2 separate regions of the Gossypium hirsutum genome follow, and region 1 is linked to region 2. The links are chromatin contacts, called in public Hi-C maps. All regions are on one chromosome and are shown on one strand. The core of a region is the stretch at or near the end of the contact, and the rest is flanking DNA. Distances in the headings are between cores, read along the strand shown.

Region 1 (6,716 bases), core at 3,007-5,506, 150 kb before region 2:
ATGGCATGTTTCTTTCAGATCCTTTTCCATTTGCTGCAGTGATAGTTCCACTTCTTGCATCCGGGGAGAACTTCCTGATGAATCTAACTTCTGGAGAAAAAGATATTACACAAAGAATTGATAAAATTGAAATGCTGCAGATAAAAAGTTTCAGCAAAGAAAATATAACAATAACCAATAATGAATCAAACTTTGCCAATGCATAACATATGCACACATGACACCTGCAGAGAATATGGTTCATGCATAGCAAACTGGATATTACCAGAGTCTCTGAAGCATTGGGATCGATCTTGCCAGTTAAAGATTTCCTGCTACTTTCCAGGGCAGCTTCAAGTTCATTCTTCTCCATCTATGAGAGGATACAAATGGAAGTACATGCAGGATGTTAATATAAAGGAGCAATATAATATTTATCAACGATAATACACTTCTTTAAATGGAAACTATTAACAACGCAAGCAGGTATCAACCTTTAGATGAGTGTTCTCTTTCTCCAAGGTGGCAATCGCTCTTTTTAAATTATCCTGTGTATCATCTGCACTTTCATCCTCCTGTCTATTCAACTCCATTTGCAAACGCCTTATTTCTACCATTTTTCCATTCAATTCACTGCGTAATTTGCTCAACTCAGTGAACGTCTGTCAATGCTCAGTAAAGTAAGAATATTTGACAATTAAAATCCAGAGAGAAAGAAAAATAGAGAAGAGTTTATGCATGTTTCTTTTAGAGGGGACAAATGAGGAACTCAAAATGGTCTTCAACTAACATAGACTGAAATTATTTGCTAACTCCCAAACGCTATTCAAATGAAGGACACAATTATACAAAAGTAGCAAACAGATAACAAGCTAAACAATTAGCTGATATTGAATAAACATTATGCAAAAAGTCACAGAAACATAATAATTTCAAGGAAGACCCTAGATACTGGGATTGATGTTAAAAATACAGAAATGAAGTACAGCAACTAGATTATACAATTGGAACATGCTAATTTGAAGCGATAGAAAGCACGTAAAGTTTGTCAAGTCATCATCGCTATCCATGTTGATGATCAAGGGTAAATGTGTATGAATACTGCCTGAATTGAAGAAAACACATTAAGCAATTTTCAACAGAGGAACCATCATGTGCTATAAAAGAAGGGGTGGAGGCGAGGTCATTTAAAAAAGTCAAATCAATGATAACATCTATCAACACCAAACAATTTAGAAGCTTACTTTATCCTTCTCTGATTTCAGTAACTTCAGCTCCTCCTGAAAAGACTCATTCTGCTTGTGCTCCTCTGGAATTTTTACAATAAATAAGAAGAAAGATGATATTTCCTTTGCTTGACAACAGATGATATTGCAAGCATCATAAATGGGTCCTCAAGGTGTACAAATTATACCTTGCAATCTCATCTGTACATTCACTAGTTTATCACGCTCTTTTTCAAGTTCCATCTTTAATTGCTTTATTTGTTGTTCATGACTAGCTTGAACTGCCTCCAGGGACCTATTTTTCTCTTCCAGCAAATCTGCAAGCTCCTAGAAGGCATGCATATATATAAAATTTTCATCAAGTCCACCTGTTATCTTAAGAAACAACTAGAAATACAGAGGAAAATTTTTATTTTGGAATAAAATGGAAAAAACCAAGAAAGAGCTTAGTATCCCCTAAAACAAAAGAGGGAAAAAGCAAAACAGCAAAAGGTTTCATTACCAGGTGAACACCAATTACATTCCAACATCCTAATAGTGCCTCTTATAATAAAATAGAGGGGGGGAAACAGTGCCATTACCTTTTCTCTTCCATCATGTTTAGAGGTAAGACCATTGGACATTTGGTTTCCACCATGACGATTTTTTACTAGACTTGCCGACTTACGCAGTTGGTGTGGTGACTGATCACCATTTCCCTGGAGAAATGGCTAATGCCAATCAGCCAATAAACAATGATTTAACAGACAGAGACATGCACATTATGATAGCAGGTCACTTCTGGCTTGGTGGCAGCAGAATCATAATTCAAGACAAACTTACAACATATCCAGTGGAAATAAATATATGTTCCAGTACAAGCACAACAAGAAAGCTCAATAATTAATATCACGCGTGTTATGTAATTGAGCCACCAAACCATCCAAGTATCCCAACCAACTCATTTTATGAAGGAGAGACATCAAGACCACAAGGTTACAAGAAGTAAAAGACCAATCTTTCATTCTACAAACAAGGATTCATCTCCACATTCAACTTTCTGTGGCATCCACCTATTGGGAGGTTCAAGGTTGCCAGAGGTATGAAACATAATACAACAAAACCTTTTCAGACCTGCTTCTCTCTAGTTACAGAAGCAATCAGAAACAGCAGACTCAGTAGTAGCACATTATGTTTGCTTTATTACATGGAACTACATATGCCTTCGGAATTGCAGAACCTAATGCATTAATTCCAGGATTTCTCAATAAACAAACCTCAGACAACTCTAACTGAGAGTAGCAACTACCTTGGGTGCATTAATTCCATTACTAGATACTTCGGAACTTTCGCTTCTAGCTGCACTCAAAGCTGCATTTGTCGCATTCAAATTTTGTTTCAATGAGCCATTTTCTTGGTTCAGCCTCGAAATTTGCTCCTGGAAATGGAATGCAAGGCAAATAGAGAGAAAGAAGCCATTTGAAAATGTTTAAAAACTAGAAGAAAGCTGTAAATTATTTGCACTATTATCATTTGTAAGAACTGAATTTTAGACCAATCCTGGAAATAAACTAGAACAACCACAGCATGCCCTTATTGCCATAAAATATATCACCGGTCATAATTGTAAACTACCAAGTTGGCACAAGATATTTTTAAATCAAACAATACGAAAACTATCAGATACCTCTTTTTCTTTTAATAGAGCAGCATAATTGAATGACAAAGCCTTAATTTCTGCCTCGGATTCCTGAAGCTTCTTAATTTCTGCTCTGTATCTTTCAATCTACAAAAATAATCATAACACAGTTTATTTATCATGCATGAAAAGTAAAATACCACAAATTCCCTAGAAATGCCAAGCCCACTAGTAAAGTAACGTCCATGAGATTAAAGACTAAAAATTCATGCCTACAATTGACTCAATCAAAAAGCAAACAGTCATCTCTGACACCAAAAGAGGAGCTTAGGAAGCCCTAAAAGAGGTTACATTCAACCCAAAGTCAAATGCTCTTCAAATATTATGGCAGAGACCATATTATGAACCTGAATAAGTTTTTCTAACTAGTTCTTGTGCAAATATGAAAATCTTAATACTAGAAAAGATTACACTCAGCTACTTGGGTTCTAGGAGGCTCTCTATCAACACCAAGATGACAAGAACAAATCCGATATAAATGTTGCTAGTATAGCATGTTAGACTTACAATCGTCAAATAGAAGTTCTATGCATCCATGTAAAGATCCTTGAACTATCTCAGCACTATTTCATGTTATCAACAACTTCAAACCTCACCAAGATATATATATATATAAAAGTTTAAGCAATAAATCTTTGGAAATTGAATTCATCAAGTCAAAGTTTTGGATCTACCACTAGGTGTTTACAGAGTAGCTTCAGGCTTAAGCTATCACTTCCCAAAGCTTGATTCCAAATTGCCAAAGGACAAAATATTACCTACTCAAACTATCAAATGTGATATATATCCCTAATAAAAGATCGACACTAATATCCTCAATTAATAGAGACTGTTCACTCATTCGCGAACTCAAACTGTAGTGTGAACTAAAATCATTCCATAATTCTACAAATGCATCAAAAAAACAAGCTGAATTTATTCCAAACTAAGAGGAGCCAAACATTAATTTAAACAAAAATCAAGCGCGAAAACTAAATGCAATAATACCTCAGAATTTATCGGCGAATCGGTTCCATTAGCGATCGGAGAGACAGAAACGGGCTTTGAATGGGCAAACCTATGAGAGTTCCTTCTATCAAAGAATGGCGAATGATCTCCATTCCCTGAACCGTAGATCTCGCGTTCTTCGTCCTCATCGTCGTATACATCAAGCGCGATCTTATGCAAATTCTCTTTCAAATCCGCAATCGAACTCCACATCTTCCAAAGCTCCCGCAAATCAAATTCGTGGAAAATAAAAAAAAACGTAGATGGATTTCAAAAATACCTGAGATTTTCTTCGATGAAATTAGGGCAAAAAATAACCGATACGTTTGAACAACGGTTTTGAGGATTTAGAATGTTTTTTATTTTATTTTTGCAGATATATAAACAAGAAATAAAAGGGTTAATTAATGTATGCTTAAACAGTACCGGTCAAGATCAATTGGGCGGATCCTGAAACGGGTCCGTTCGGGTTGGCCCGTTTATATCCGATTTATTTTTATTTTTATTTTTTGATAATATCCGAGGTTGAAATTTTACGCCAAAAAAAATTTCGTAGCGGCTTTCCTCTCCCCTCTTTGAAAACAATAAAAGAGAAAATTGCATCGAAGGTTATTAAACTGTTATTAAGTTTACGTTTTAGTCATTTAATTATAAAAAGTTTTAAAATAATTACTCAACTATTCGAAAGTTTTAATTTAAGCCATTGAACTATTTAAATGTTTTTATTTAAGTTACTGGGTTGTTAAGATTTTTTAAAGTTCAGCTAACGAGCTCAAGGAGGAAGACAAAAGTTTATCTTTGAAAGGCCAAAATTAAACTATAAAATTTTAAAGAAATCAAAGTACAATTTTATCTTTGTATATGCTTGTTACTTTAGAACTTTAATGGGATTAAGTTGAATAAATTTTCAACTTAGGAGGGCAAAGTGTATTTTTACTATAAACTATTTTATAATTTTAAAAACTTAATAGGGAATGAAATGAGAATTTGTCTTTGAGAGAGCTCCAAGCAATGATTTAACGATCAATACAGTGGATTAGTACCCATCAAGGAGTAGAAGTGTAACACCCCTTACCCGTATCCAACACCGGAATAGGGTATGAGGCATTACCAAAACACATACACTTGTAAACGTATTTAACCGAATTATAAAATTTCATCTAAATTAAAACTTTCAAAATAATTAACATGCTTCTATAACTTTTCACAATATATCCTCAAAATATTATAATCATAATAATTAGGGCCTACGAGACCCGATACATACTCATGCAATTTAATGTTTCATTTCCATTTCATTCAATTCACAACTTCTCATGCTCACAATTTAAATCAATTCACTAGCAATTTCCATTTAATTCACGTACAATTCAATGACATTAAGTTCAACACTAATACGTATTTACCATTTAACTCAACGTTTATCGATTATACCGTTCAATAACACATTTATAAAATTCTCAATTTTGCAATGAAAATATCACTTTAGCTTAAATAACAACATCACCCTGGTATAAATACACTACCACTTATCCATTTGCTTTAATTCGTTTGGGCCCATTTGTCACTTACCATCCTTAATCAAATTAGGGAACGATTACGGAAAATTGAGTACTTCACTTTGACTTTGCCATAGTATAACTATGGCTTTACGTATGATCACTTATCACTTGTCCCTGATCAGATAAGTGTAGCTAAGGCTACCACTTATCACTTTGTCACTTGATGAGATAAGTGTAGCTAAGGCTACCACTTATCACTTTGTCACTTGATCAGATAAGTGTAGCTAAAGCTACCACTTATCACTTTATCTCTTGATCAGAAGTACTCAAATCCGGCGTTCCGCTTAATTTAATCATTTATTCAATTTTCGCATTTTTATTTTACTCTCATTTCAACACTAAATACATTTCATCATACATTATATAATTCATGAAATTAACATTTAATCATTAAATTTCAGCCATATGAACTTATTATTTCATTATCTTTCCACACTTGTTTCTATGCACATCACACAAGATATAAGCATATCATTCAACCATAGTTGCAAGCTAGTGTATTTAAACATAACTCTTTTTGGAACTAACCACATGATAAACCATTTCAATGCATAACTTATAAATTTAACGTGGCATAATCTAGCCACTACTTGGCCAAAGCCTAAGCATATACACCAAATATGTTAGCCAAATACACATATAGCATAAGCATTATAAGCATGGATGAGCACAACATTTATTCATGTATCAGGCTTACCAACATGTGTTAATTCATAAGCCATTCAGGACATTATTTCATGCCAAATCATATACCAAATATACCATACACACATACTATGAAACTTTATTTTCACACATGAGCTTAAACCATGACCAATAATGCACAAATATAAGCATCATTTCTATTTCATCGTTTATCAATTAAAATCAAGTATATGACCAATTATACACAAATCATTCATATATTTCCCAATTTTCCTCCTCCTCCTCTCCATTCCACATCCTTAGTGTGTATAACACACTTAAACAACATTAGCTATAATTTTACTATTCACTCACATGTATATTCAAAACTGTTTATCCGAGTTAGAGTCACTAAATTATTTTTATCCAGAGCTACAGAGCTTAAAATTAAGATCCGTTAATTTTCCCTGAAACTAGACTCACATACCTTCTTACCATAAAATTTTCAGAATTTTTGGTTTAGCCAAATAGTACAGTTTATTCTTTAAAGTTTCCCCTGTTTCGCTGTCTGACAGTTCCGACCACTCTTCACTAAAAATGAATCATCTAATTTTACAGAATTTGGATGATGTTTCCATTTATTTCCTTTGAAAATAGACT
Region 2 (6,460 bases), core at 699-3,198:
GTTCTCGATAAGAAACCTCGTTGGATGAGCATCTGATTTTGCATTCATGCCTCAATGATACGAAAGTTTCCAAAAATCGCTTCCTAGGGAGGAAAAATGTTCTTATAAGAACACGTTAATGACATGTTTTGGTTCCATTAGCATACTTCTAACTTACTTGCACAACAATGATTCCGTCGATGGATAAACTGCCCCTTTAGAAGATGTGCCTTGCTTTCGTCCGGTAGTTCCTAGAATAACTTCATGCAGCCCCGATTTATTCCAGCATATAGAATACCTAAAAACCAATATATAAATCAATATAAAAAGCAAAAGTATAAAACAATACCTACACCTATTTTTTGGTATATTCAATACGAGTACCCGCAAGTTAAGGTGGCTTGAGCAGTCTCAGAATGTTGAAACTCCTTTGGTGGTACCGGTGCCGCACAAAATATCGGCTGCTCACACAGCACTAAAGTATCAAAATCCCCCTGTCCTATATATAGGATTAAGTAACTGTAAACTTCACAAACCTTGTTAACTTCAAAAGGTTTTATAAGCTCATTTGACAAAGGTGTAACCCGCTCGAACAAGGATCTTTTCAATTGTTTCACCAAGCAAACATCCTCGGAAACATAAGGAGATCTTCCGACAGTAACAGAATGCAGGTAAACAGGTCGAAGAAAGTATGAAAGCAGAGCCCCTAAGACGAGACACAATGTAAAATCATAAAAAGGAAAACATATATGCCGCACAGTTATCCATGTTTCAGTATCGATGATAGTAGAAACAAAGCATGTAGCATGCAAATGATAGTAGACTACGTATATAATAGCAAGTGATGAACCTTGAACCTTGAACACCAACAACATTCCAACGAGCTATCTTATCAGAACAGCTAACTGACAATGTTGTATCACCTCGACCAGGCTTCCTTTGAACCAATCCAATTAGTTCTGAACAATCTCCTGAAAACGGTGGTACCAATTCAATAAAAGGCACAAGGATCATACATATTACTATCAAAACTAATGTATGGTATAACCATTTCACAGAAATCTTTAATACGAACCGACCATGCTCAGCGATAGAAGACGGTACCAGACTAAGTGAAGCATCCCCACCTATTAAACACAACAAGAGGTATAGAAACTTAAAATGCATTCTCAAAAATGAAATTGAAAACTAAAAAAAAAAAAAAATCTTTAAGGAATTACATGGTAATTGAGATATGTACAAATGTAATTTCCACGCTGCTCGGATTTTGTACTTTATTCCTCCGGAACCATCCAATTCCGATTCAAAAATCGAGTTTTGAAAACCATTGTTATCATTAAGACATTGAATCTCTGCATAGAAGAACCTGGCTCAATCACAAAAGGGGAAAAATATATAAAAATCTTAGAAACCCTAAAACTTAATTTTATAAAAATCCCTAAAACCCATTTTAGCAAAAAAGGGGGGAGGGGAACCTTAATAAAGCTCTGCGAGCAATAATTTCAGCATGGGAATCATTGACAATGTTACCACTATGGGTTAATTTTGAGCGGCCTATACATTTCGTTCCCGTGCCTAATGCAATCACTTCCGTATCTGAACTGCAAAAAAGAATAAAAAATAAGTAAATTAATTCAGTATTTCCATGGAAGCACCATCTTCAACAAATTGATTGAACCTTGAGAGGGAGATGAGAGAAGAAAAGCGGCTAAAACGGTGACTTCACGTCCTTGAGGCTTCCCTTTCTTGGGAAGTGATTTGTAGAGTGAAAACACTTTGTCTGCAACTGTGGGTCCCCATTGTTTCTCTTCAAGTTCCAATTGAGATTCCTCCATGGCAGTAAGTCAAGCAAGGAAAGAAGGTGAAAGGTGAAAACTGAAAAGGAGAGACTGTGAACTGTGAAGCTTTCCACTTTGACTGGACTCGGGCTGGGTGGTCTGGTGGTTGGCCAATGGGGGCTTCTTCGAGCTACCCGGTTCGTTGTTGGGCTTGCTCTAAATCTTCGCGTTCTTCGTTAATTTAAGAAAAAGGATAATATACTAAACAAATCCTTTAACTTCTACCTTGTTCATGTAAGTCCCTTTTTCATAGCCAAATTAGCCCTGGCCTTTAAATTTTATTCACGAAAGCTCTTGTTTTTAAAATTAGTTAGCATTTTATGCTAAATTGTTAATGTGACAGAATGACATGCTAAATTTTGTTGACTTTGACAAACATACAAAAATATAATCTATTATTGTAATTAATATGATGGACTAAAAATAAGTAATCACATAAATAATATATAATAAATAATACAAAATAATATTTTATTCGGTAAAAATACCATGAAGGCCCCTACATTTGTCTCCTCTACTCAAAAAATAGGCAAATTAATCTTTGTACATTAGATCAAAGAGTATACTAGTCTACTTCTTTTTTTAATTTCCATTCATTTTCTATTGTTAAAAATTGGCATGTCTGACAGAATAATCAAATTATGACACATGGCATGCCACATGTACCTTATACTTACGTATAGGCATTAGTTTTTAATAGTAGAAATTGATAAATTTATTAGCAGAAGGGTCGAGTTACTCTATGATCTAACGTATAGGAACTAATTTGCATTATTTTAAGTAGAGGGGTCAAAATGCAATCCAGCTCCTAATATAAGGGCCTCCATGGTACTTCTACCTATTTTACTCTTCTTTATTTTATTAGTTTATAATTTAATATAGGTATACTTTTAATTTTACATATACAGATGATAAAATGTCATTAATGATTATTTCTCGTTTTATTATAATTCACCTTATTGTGTTCTCATTCTTGCATTTAAATTCAAATATATATCTCATTGTAGATTACAATCAGGGGCGAAATCAGAAAATCTTTTTAGGGGGCCGAAATTAAATTGTAATTTTTACGATAGGAAAAATGCAATTTCACCATTTTAATAGACTATATATTTATAATTTCTAAAGATTAAATCAATTTTTTATATTTTAGGGGGGTCAAATTGAAATTTTACATTTACTAATTTAATATTAATTTTAAAGAGATCATATGGAAAAATTTTCATTTTAAGGGAGGCCGGGGCCCCTGCCACCCATAGTTTCGCCACTGGTTATAGTCTCATTGTAATAATATTCAATTTAACTATTACAACAGATAATCAATTAACATGTTTTTTTTTTCTCATTGATACTAAAATAGAGGTATTAATGAAATTTCTGAGCCCAATCCTAAACTTGACTTAACCCGGAATGCTCAAATGACTCATTTCTTTATTTAAAAAAATATTTTTTAAAAATTTAATTATAAGAATATATAAACATAAACTTAAATTATTTTTTTATATTTTTTTAATTTTGTAAACAAAAAATCAGAGCGAACTTCAAATTATGATTTATTCATTCAGAATTCACGTTTTTTAAACTAACATGACTTCAAATCATTTTATTAAGAGAACAATGAATTAGACCAAATCGAATTAATTTGAGATTTAAAACTTAAAATTAACCTCACAGCTATGCAAAAAAAATTTTAAGACCTTTTTAAATATGTGGTGCATTTACTTACAATTAATATAAAACTTACGTGGTGATAAAATTAAATATTATAACAATATGTTGCACTTAACAAAAGAAAGGTAAACCTACATGTCAAAAGTAAAGATTAAAGAACTATAATCATTAAATTAATAATAATCTTAATAATAAAATATTAAAAAAGACAGCATTAAAGGTGATTGGTCCCCTTTTATTGCAAAATGGCCAACCAAGTGATTAGCAAACAGCGCAGCATCGAATCAATCAAAGGGATCCCATGCACGTCATCACATGTTTGCTTGGCTGGTCACCACCCAAATTTAGGGTTTAAACCTTAATATTTTCCGACTTAAATCTAAAAACATCATCTCTTAAAAGCTAACTCAATCATCACGCATTTTATTCCATTTAATGATTTCCTTTATCATCTCGATAAATTTTAAACCTTAATCTTTACCCGATTTATTGGTTTAATCATTAATTTAAGTGTTAAATATCAATTCGAATATGATGTAAAATATTTATACTCATTATTATTTAAGTTTTTTGAAGAATTGATATAACCCTCAATCGAGTTACTGTCTCGATTAGGAAAATTATGAAAATATTTTTTTATAATTAAAATAAGTTATATTATTCGAGAGTATTTTAGTTTTTTTATTTTTAATAAATAAATATGCATATTGTGAGGTTTAAATCCGAACCAATTGCATTAGTAAAACATTTGATTTACCACTCAACTAAAACTTTGTTTTTATAATTTTATTATTCACGCTTTATTAATTCCATCAATTGTATATATTTACTTACTATTATTTAAGTTTCTAATTGAGTTGGTATAATATGATTTCTAATAATAATATATTTCATTGAGTTTGTGTCACAAGTGTTAACTCGACACCGACTCAAGATTAATGACAACACGATGATAAACGATTTAATCTATTTTTTTAATTTTAATATTGTACATATTTAATGTGTTATTATTAATTAGTTTCGAACCATATATTTCATTATTTATTGTATGTTATTTTTAAACATACATTTATGTTCTAAAATTGTGATTTTCAGATACATATGCATGTGATAGGATTTCTAATATTTATAACAGTAAAGTAGTTTGTAAATATGAGTGCACTTATTATATAGACAGCTTGGATATAGTGTGTTAAAAAAAACATGTGAATAAAATTTAGGGTAAATTACACTAATAGTCACTCAATTATTAATAAATTTCTTTTTAGTCTCCTAACTATAAAAAATTTGACCATTAATTTTTTATTTTATCAGTTCAATTGAATAAATTATTAAAAATTTAAAAAAATTAAAAACATAAAAAATCAATTTAACTTTCTAATTTGATCGAGAGTCTACAAACTTAACCTCTTATTATTAACTGGTACTCTAATAAATTTTTTATCTAACCGATTAAATCGATCTAATTTCGAAATCAATCCGGTTATCCAGATTGATTGCGGATTAATAAATAAGGTATAAAAAGATTTTGTTTTTTTTCTTAAGACAAAATTAATCCGTTGGAAAACGACAAGACACACCTGGGATTCTTCACGCCAGCTCATCAATTTCAGGTCCCTGTTTTTTTCCCCAAACGGCGCAAAGCCTTTCAATATCGTCAAACCAATCAATGCTGGTGGTGGGGCCCCTACTCTTTCCCGTCACTACATGACATGGTGTTAGTTCCCAGCATTTATGCCTTAAATCCACTCCACGTCGTCGTATCTCACTTGCCCATACACGGGGCATACTTTAACCGCTTTACCTGTCGGCATAAAATTATTTCCCTTCAATTAAATTTTTAGATTTAAAAAAGAAAAACCATCACGAATTTATTAGTTTTTTTATATTAATTTTAGATTTTTTATGGTTAATTTTTAAATAAAAAATATAATGATAAATTTAATTTCTATGTTTATTTTTCTTTCATTTTAGCTTTAATTCTCTTTCCCGGATCAATTTAATGGTAGATTTTAAAATTTAGTTAAATTATTTTTTTAAACGAGAAATTAATAAAATTATTAAAATTTTAACAGTTTTAATGTGACAACTCATGTGACAGACTTCATTGATAATGTGAATTTTTTTTAAATTATAAATTTTTGTAAACTTTTTAAAATTTTATGAAGTATAAGTGGTTATCACACCAACAACCATATCATTATCCTTAAAAATTTAACGATTTAGTCAATTCTTTTACAGAAAAAATATTAAAATTTAAAAATTAAAACCCAAAATAACAAAAAATATATAAAATACAATATTTTATACTTTTTTAAAATATTTATTTTTAAATCATAAAAAAATTAAAATTAACTATAACTTTTTTCTTTTTGGCCACAATGTCTCTCTCTAACCCATAAATAAGAGGATAACATACTTCAACACACCCGAACTTACGCCCTCTTAAATTAACAATAATATCCATACGAACTAAATTAAAACTCAACCAGTAAAATTAACTCTAACATTGGATTTGGAGGAAAGAAACCGACCACGGATTCTAATAAAATTTTATTTCTGGATATCGTTTTTTTTTCTTCAGTCCCACCTATACTTACACTCTACAACACATTTGTCTCTTTTCAGAACATACCAACCGTTGGATGGAATAAATCGAAGATAAGTATCCAAAATCAACGGCAAATGGATCACTATTTGCGCACTTTGTGCAGTATATAAAACTGCATACTGATATTAAATGAATTTATATCATTTAAAGCTAACGTTACTAAATATTATAGAGATAATTGAAAATTTTCTAGACTTATCCATTACCAAATTATTATCATTTTTCTTTTTCCTTTCACAAATTGTACACCTATAAGCTTTAATTATGGCGGAGGAAACGAAGAAGGAGGTTGCGGCTGAAACGCCCGTGGCTCCGACGCCGGCAGTGGAAGCTCCAACGCCGGTAGCGGAGGATCTCAAAG

The links. A called contact is a pair of places that touch in the nucleus more often than the background predicts.
Region 1: a contact with region 2 is called in a Hi-C map of leaf, with 2.6 times the contacts expected there. The contact joins the promoter of LOC107943313 here to the promoter of LOC107945659 in region 2. A contact is called at or near these places in 5 of 34 Hi-C or Micro-C datasets (callus, hypocotyl and leaf).

Annotation. Positions count from the first base shown.
Region 1 is chrD12:39,999,320-40,006,035 of Gossypium_hirsutum_v2.1, reverse strand. It overlaps LOC107943313 (golgin candidate 4), which reads right to left and starts at 4,256. Exons shown (of 15, transcript XM_041106690.1): 1 at 3,871-4,256; 2 at 2,872-2,970; 3 at 2,494-2,622; 4 at 1,787-1,915; 5 at 1,394-1,532; 6 at 1,224-1,288; 7 at 474-641; 8 at 266-352; 9 at 1-90. The coding sequence starts at 4,083.
Region 2 is chrD12:39,850,946-39,857,405 of Gossypium_hirsutum_v2.1, reverse strand. LOC107945659 (tRNA-specific adenosine deaminase TAD1) reads right to left here and starts at 1,948. Exons shown (of 11, transcript XM_041106687.1): 1 at 1,658-1,948; 2 at 1,455-1,575; 3 at 1,200-1,345; 4 at 1,059-1,106; 5 at 837-950; 6 at 516-685; 7 at 364-440; 8 at 158-277; 9 at 1-83. The coding sequence starts at 1,814. It overlaps LOC107945658, which reads left to right and starts at 6,000. Exons shown (of 5, transcript XM_016879738.2): 1 at 6,000-6,460. The coding sequence starts at 6,364.